Regions from separate parts of the Zea mays genome. Here region 2 is linked to region 1. A link is a contact called in public Hi-C data. All regions are on one chromosome and are shown on one strand. Each heading gives the region's core, a stretch centred on a gene start, on an enhancer-like site or on the middle of the called end of the contact. The rest is flanking DNA. Distances are from core to core; before and after follow the strand shown. Region 1 has its middle 70 kb from the start of LOC103649866. Region 2 holds the start of LOC103649866.

The links. A called contact is a pair of places that touch in the nucleus more often than the background predicts.
Region 2: a contact with region 1 is called in a Hi-C map of leaf, with 7 times the contacts expected there. The contact joins the promoter of LOC103649866 here to the enhancer-like site in region 1. A contact is called at or near these places in 3 of 25 Hi-C or Micro-C datasets (ear, leaf and tassel).

The regions. Positions count from the first base shown.
Region 1 is chr3:25,834,114-25,837,789 of Zm-B73-REFERENCE-NAM-5.0, reverse strand. No RefSeq gene overlaps it. Among protein-coding and RNA genes, the nearest start is that of LOC103649866, 70 kb to the left of the region's middle. Within about 2 kb of position 1,744, at least 17 of the 20 cell types and tissues checked have an H3K27ac peak or open chromatin away from gene starts, as enhancers often do. A contact at or near this core is called in ear, leaf and tassel, where this site is marked.
Region 2 is chr3:25,904,197-25,907,872 of Zm-B73-REFERENCE-NAM-5.0, reverse strand. LOC103649866 reads right to left here and starts at 2,119. Exons shown (of 9, transcript XM_008675565.2): 1 at 1,701-2,119; 2 at 629-825. The coding sequence starts at 1,842.

The DNA.
Region 1 (3,676 bases), core at 495-2,994:
TTAGGTGGACAAGAGTAATGATGTCTGTGTACATCAAGATTTTTTCCAGTCTTAGGTCTTGTTTGTTTGTGCCGTATTGGTGGGTCGGAACGATTCCTAACCGGATTGCTTCTCTAATTTATATAAACTTTGATTAGCTGGAACGATTCTAGGTGCAATCCTACAGAAACGAACAAGCCCTTATTATTTCTACTCGTTTTCGTTGCAACTTCATTGCTTTCAGGGCAATTGTTTGGTTTGACAACTCCTGGAGACTGCGGTCGCCGGTCTAGAAAACTGTGACGTCCCTCATGGTTGTTCGAACCTTAGTTTCTTGGCCCCAAGAAATACTGCAAGACAGAGATGAAAGATGTATAGAATCAGCAAAGTCTAGGCGCCCAAGGTTAGCATGTCGTGATGTCTTGATATCATTTTGATAACGGTATAATAATGAATTCTAGTAACTATTTCAAGGTACATAAATAATTTGGAGCAATCCACCCCATGTAACTTTTTGCCTCCTTTGTTATCACTTGTGCCCAAGATTGTTTACACGAGAAGACATATTTCCTTGGATTTGTAACATATATTGTCTTGGATCAGTTCTTCCGTGAGTGTTTACATGGTTAGAAAAGGACATGCAAATAAAACTAGAAGTACGCTGTGGCAATATGAAAAGGTAACGAATTTGATGGCTACAGAGGTACATGGTATCCCATCATTTGAATGTCTCAATAAACTGGGTATTTTTAAAATAACTTTAGAGATTACGATATATATTTTGAGTTTAGTTGCAATTGTCTTATACATAGTTTGATTGCTAGAGAGGTACATGGTATCTGACATCATTTGAATGTTTCAATAAAGTGGATATTTTTTAAAATAACTTTAGAGATTACGATATATATTTTGAGTTGACTTGCAATTGTCTTATACATAGAAATTATAATTTGGTTGTTGTATATGGCACATATATTAGGTTTAGATCTAATCATGGGCCACTCAATCCGACCAACCCAACCCGATCCGTCCGGAAAAAAACTCGGCCCGATCCGATCCGACCAATGCAACGGGTAGGTATAGACCATAATTTTTGACCTGCAATAATTCATGAATTAGGTATGGGGCCATATTTTTTTACCCAAAATCCGACCCAACCCGAAAAAACCTGTGCCAAAGCCAAAAAATCCCAACCTAACCTGAAAAAACCCGATCCAACACTAGATACGGGTGGGGTACGAGCTATGCTAAATGGCCTATGACTCGATCTTGATCCGACCCGTTTGAACATGTTGAATTAGGCTAATAGTATGGGAAAGTGATTCGGGACAACGGATATGCTACTTTTCTATGGGCCTCAATCAAACCCGCTTACCTGCAGTCTCGCAATGGTGCAACGGGCCAGGCGTAGGCCATCGTGTAGTAATGGGGCTTTATGGAGGGCCAGTTTGATAACTGTAGACCCACTTATTCGGTTACACCAGAAGAGGATTAAATCTCTCTACGGTCTAATTTAGGTATTTTAATATTGATTTCAATCCATATGTATTAAGATGGATTAGTATGTAACCTAAACTAATTTACACCTAATTTACCTCAATATATATGAATTGCGGTCAATATTAAAGTACCTAAAAAAGTCTTAGAGAGGATTTAATTCTCTCCAATCTTATTTTGGATTGATGTAACCAAACAAACATGGCAGAGAAGCGTCCTGTGGCTCAGCCTGGCGTTCCGTCGGCCCAAGGCCCACGTATTACCGGAGGACGAGGGTTTGGGCCCTCTGCAAGTCCTTTTGCATCTACCACGGAGGGAAAGAAAAAAGAGCGAGCCACTGCCTGTCCATTGTTTTGATGATACAAAAAAGTCAAACTTTTGAAACCAACCAAGAAAAAACATGACTTTAGGGCCTGTTTGTTTACCCCCAGATTATATAATCTGGATTAAATAATCCTAAGAAGCAAACAAACAGTCCAGCTTATTTGCCCAGATTATATAATCTAACCTCTTGGATTATGATAATCCATAAGCAAGTGAGGAGGTGCTTATTTCACATTATTTTTTTTCCCACTTTCCCACTATCCTTTCAAGTTTCCTATAAATTACCCACCATTGCCATTATAATCCACCAAATCGTTTTTGCGCCTATCGGATCGGAGAAGCCCGCCGCCCAACAGAAACCCGCCGCCTAGCCCCCACCCCCCGCGCCCCGCGGCACAGGATCCCGCCGCCTGGCACTCTGACGCGTCCCGCGCGCAGCAGATTCCCGCCCGCCGCTCCGACGCGTCCCGCGCCCCACGGCACAGGATCCCGCCGCGCCGTGCCAACGGGACGGACGTACGACGGGGCCGGCCGATTCCCGCCGCAGATCAGCTGGGGCGCCTAATTTTTCTCTGCAACTGTCCTGCCGAGATCCAGAGTGCGACCATCTAATTGCTACAATGCTACTCTATCTACAGGTGTATTGTGATGGATCCTCCGTCGGAACCAACAGACATTGAATCAGGAGTTGGTGATGTTACGGCACCTGAACGAGGCAAACCAACCATGGTACGTGGTTCCATGACGGCAGGTCGTCGTGGCGCAGGATTTACACTGGCAGGGCGTAGTGCCGGTCGTGGCACTAGTTGTGTGATACGCGGTAGTAGGAGTGCCGGAAGGAGCATTCGTGGTGGCCGAAGTGTTGGTATTGACATCGATTTAAATGCTCAAGGTCGGGAAGATAATGAACCAATTGAAGTTGAAGCTGAAATTACTGCAAATAATTCGGTGAGTAATTTTCTAACACATGGCCATTGCTAATTTATAGACATTTGTAATGTTCATATGTGATATGCTTGTATATATATTTTCGTATAGAAGGAGAAATATGACAAGGCAGATTGGTCATCCATGAATACTAGAACTTTTTGTGAAATATGTGTTGAAGAGGTTGAAGCTGGTAACAGACCAAATGGAACACTAACTACTTCAGCGTATAAAAATATTTGTGTTAAGTATCGACAAAGAACTGGTTTGCTTCACAGCAAAACTCAATTGAAGAATAAGTGGGATTTACTGAAAGGGCTTTACAGTTTTTGGCTTGGTCTAAACAAAGATACAGGACTTGGATGGGATTCTAAGCTAGGGACTGTGATTGCAAGTGATGAATATTGGAAGAAAAATACAAAGGTAATAACATATTAGTTAAAGTTATATTGTACTTGTTTTAATTTCTTTCATCTATGATGTAGTACTAAATATTGTAATTGTTATACAGAGGCATCCTGATTGGAAGAAACTGAAATATGGCCCTCCAGAAAATGAAGATTTCATGACACAAATGTTTGAACATATTGCAGTGGATGGATCTACATCATGCGCTCCAGGTGAATTTTATGATGTGGAAAATCATGAGACTGAGGTTGATAGTATTGATGGAGTTGATTTTGGCACATTTGAGGCAGACTGTGATGCTCAATATGATGAATTTGTGTCTCCTTTTGCTAGTGGCAGCAAGTCAACTCAGTCGAAGAGAGGCGTCTCAACTTAGTCAAAGAAAAGAGCTAGTCCTACTGTTGTTAATAGCCCACTGAAGCGCTCAAAGAATCCCATGGTTAAGGTCATGATTAAGATTCATAATACTTTGGAGATCAATTGCAATATTTCAAACAAAGTAATGCTTGGTGAGTATAGGTATGAATCAATAAGCAATATG
Region 2 (3,676 bases), core at 870-3,369, 70 kb before region 1:
CCACAAAATGAAAAAGGATGGATTGACAGATAGCAGTCCCATCCTAATAACAAACAGAACGCTAACAAACTTCATTGTGCTTGGTAAGTATAGAAGCCCAGAGTTCAGGCTTAGGTCTACCTTAACTTAGTATGCTATGCCAATCCATGAAAGCAATGCCATTTTAAGATTTACACTAATATTTTTTAGCAAGACAAAATCTGGAAAAGAATAGACAGACAGAACTTCTCCATCTGTTTCAGATCTACAGATGGCAAAGCATGTAACTGGTACAGTTCCATGTCACTTTGTCTATCAAGTGTATAACATTATAAATTAGCGAACCAACAAGATGTTGTATAGTTCTGACTCTTGGCCCATGCAGTGTTTCCTATTACAGGAAAGAGATAATCAAGCTAGTCCATGTCCTTATCATCATTAGAGTTCTAGCCCATGTCTTTATCATCTAGATTACAGAGTTTACACTATATGCAACAGACTGAATCTCGGCTGTATGCAAAGCCTGTACTAGTCCTGTCTAACCTGCTTCCATCAATCACATAAATACTACCTGATATACTACGGCATCCATAACCAACTGAAGCTTTATGCTCATGAGTTCCTTTAAAGTTCAAAAAACGACACATACCGCCCAGTAGTGCTTATTGGTGACGTTCCACCCTCCTTCATACACTTTGAGATGCCTGAGAACATCCGGCCGCCGCGTCCGGTCCTCTGCCAGAACCAGCGGATACTTCGCAACAGGCGCCATGGCTGCCGGTCCCGCCGCTGCCTGCGGCATGCCTTTCAGCAGCCCCTTTGCCCATGGTCCCAGATTCTTGACCTCTAATAAAATAAGATAATATATTTTCGTGAAGCGCAACACTTTATAACTAATGTTCGCACAATCGCACTTGCTTATACGATACGCTTGCTTACACGATACGGAAGGCATGACACGGAAACTAGTGGAACATATGAGGCTTTTTACAGAGACGAAAAAAACAGTTCCACTCGTAAAGAAGAAATACTACGTGGTAATCTGGTCCGAGTGCATGTGCATGAACATGTGAAGGAGACGTGAGAGAGAAGGGGTAGGTGGATCAGAGCACCGACATGACTGCAGCAATCGAACGGCCGACACTTGACTTGTTCTAACCAAGGTACTAAAAACACTAAAATAGAATAGCCGAGACATATGCGGGTTTACTTGACCGACGGAGAAGATCTACCGACAAGATCGTCGGTCACGTCGTCGGTCACCGAATAAACCGAAACGTCCAGAACTGGTGCTACGAAATCAAGCGCAAGAAAAAACAAACATATTAAACAGCCCAACGAATTTGGGTCGTGTAATCGATACTACTCGAATCCAATCCTACCACGCCTATCCATCGAATGAGCTGGCTGACGGCCGGGATCGCCTGACACTGGCGTTTCCACATACACCTAACTAAGGTACGACAGTACCAGCAGGTAATAGAAACAGTGGAGGCGGAGACAATAAAACACATCGGACAGTCTTCTAATAAAACACAGTAAAACTACCATGACTATGGTAAAGCTTCTTCCGAAGTGGAATGGATTGGAGCCGCCAATCGAGGTCGCCCGATCACAGTCCGACGGCCCGACTCCCCGACCGATCGCGCAGAAACGACAAACCGATAGCGCTACGAGACAGAGATCGCCAGTGGAGGCGAGGCGGGTGCGGGTGGTGGTACCTGGTGCGCTTTCGATCTCCCTCGCCGCGCCTCCGAGGTCGGCGAGCGAGTCACCGGAGGAAGCGGCGGTGACCGCCAGCCCCGCCGCCGCAAACACGGCCACCGCGGCAGCGGCGGCGGCGGAGGCGGCGCGGAAACCCATCGCCACGGCAGGAACCGCGCTCACGGCTCGCGGCGCCGCCCCGGCCGCATCTAGGGATCCCGGCGCGGTGTGGGTCGGCCCTGGCCCCTGGGAAACGGCGGGAGCGCGGAAGGGTGGGAGGGAGACGGACGAGGGGGAGCCGGGGAGGGGAGAGACCACCGGTCCACCGCTACTAGTGACACTGTCGCGGCGCGCCACGCCACTAGTGCCTGCGTCGGGCGGGACCCGGGGGTCTTGTACGCCCGCGCGGCGCGTGTGCGCTTCCCCGAGTGCCCGTAGCGGCGCGGCGCCGGTGACGTGTCCCCTGCCTTTCCGCGCCGCGTGCGACGCGGTACACGCGGCTGGGTCCCGCTCGGGGAACACGTGGGCGGGTGGTCCGGCGTGCCAGCGGGTGTGGAGGGGCCCGGGTGTCGCGGGGACGGGTGCACGTAGCGCTGGTGACCAGAGGGCGCGAAAGGGGCAGGACAGGAGGTGATGGAGGGTGGGACCCAGCCCGACCTCGTGTGGCTCCGTGGGGACTGGTGCCGGTCAGTTCAGACTGCCCTCAGCTTCCAAGGTAATTACGGGGTATGTTGTGGGCACTGCAGATGGATATGGGCCTATGACGCAGGGGTATTTCGGGGAGATGGTTAGGGTTCTGAGGGCAGGCGAAGTGACGGGAACAGTGGAGAGGGGTCCGGGAACGTGGAACGGGCGTCTCTGTCTCTCGAGATGCGGGCCCACCTGCATGATATTCTGTTAACAAACGTGTTCGGTAGTGGGCTGGTCACTACTCACTAGTGCGGGCGGGAGATGCAACGCTTTGGTTACTTTCAGATCACCTAGCCTTCCCTTTTGTGCGGCAACGAGTCAAGAAAGGTGGCCAGGCCACTCACGCATGCACATCACATTTTAACGGGTCGAGGATGGCCGTTAATCTTAAAAATCTTCCTGGAAACACGCGATCGGGATATAAGCCTCCTTGTCCTTGACGGAAAGGTAGAGTTACCTGTTTGCTTTGTAAAAAACCACTAGTAGCTCACATCAGTAGATCAGTCCTTACCTCACTTCTTATCTTATTATCTATTTCAAACCTCACTCTAAAAACAGTACAAAATAATACTTTACACGACACTTTACACAATCTTTACACTTAGAATGTATAAATAAAATTATACATTTTATTAGATTATGTGTATGTGTTTTGAATAAAAGGCTTATTGTAGGGGTTGCCTATCGTATTTCTACAGATTTGCAACCTAGTTTTGAGAGAAACACGTCACAGAGTTTGTACCCAAACTTTAACGGAGGGAGTTAAGTACCATGGCATCAACGAACATGCCCTTGCACTGTGTGATTGACACAGGAATTTCATTAAAAATCCACCCGTTTTGATATTTCCAAATGCACCACACCATGGTTATAACAATCTCCATAGACCATGGCTTCCATAACTCTGCGATGATTCTGCTTACTGCCAAGTGCAGATTAGTTGACCTGGGGGGAGTGAATCCAACGATCCGCCAACACCTCCATGCGAAGTTGCATCTCAGGAATAAATGGGGCTTAGTAGCATTCATGCCTACGCCTCTCCAAATACAGTGTCTTATGTATCTGTCAATCCACGCGATGACTGAACTAGGCAGCTTCAGTGAGCAGAGGTAGTAAGTGGGAAGAGAGGAAAACATCGAGATTACTATTTGCAATCTGCCTGCCTATGAGAGAAACAAAGAAGATGATATCCTTCTTTCATTTTTTCTAAATAATTAGTAGGAACGAATCAAGCTTTAGCTTGGTGATCCCCATAGGCAATCCCAGGTAAGTAAAAGGCAAACTTCCAATGCTGCAATTAAAA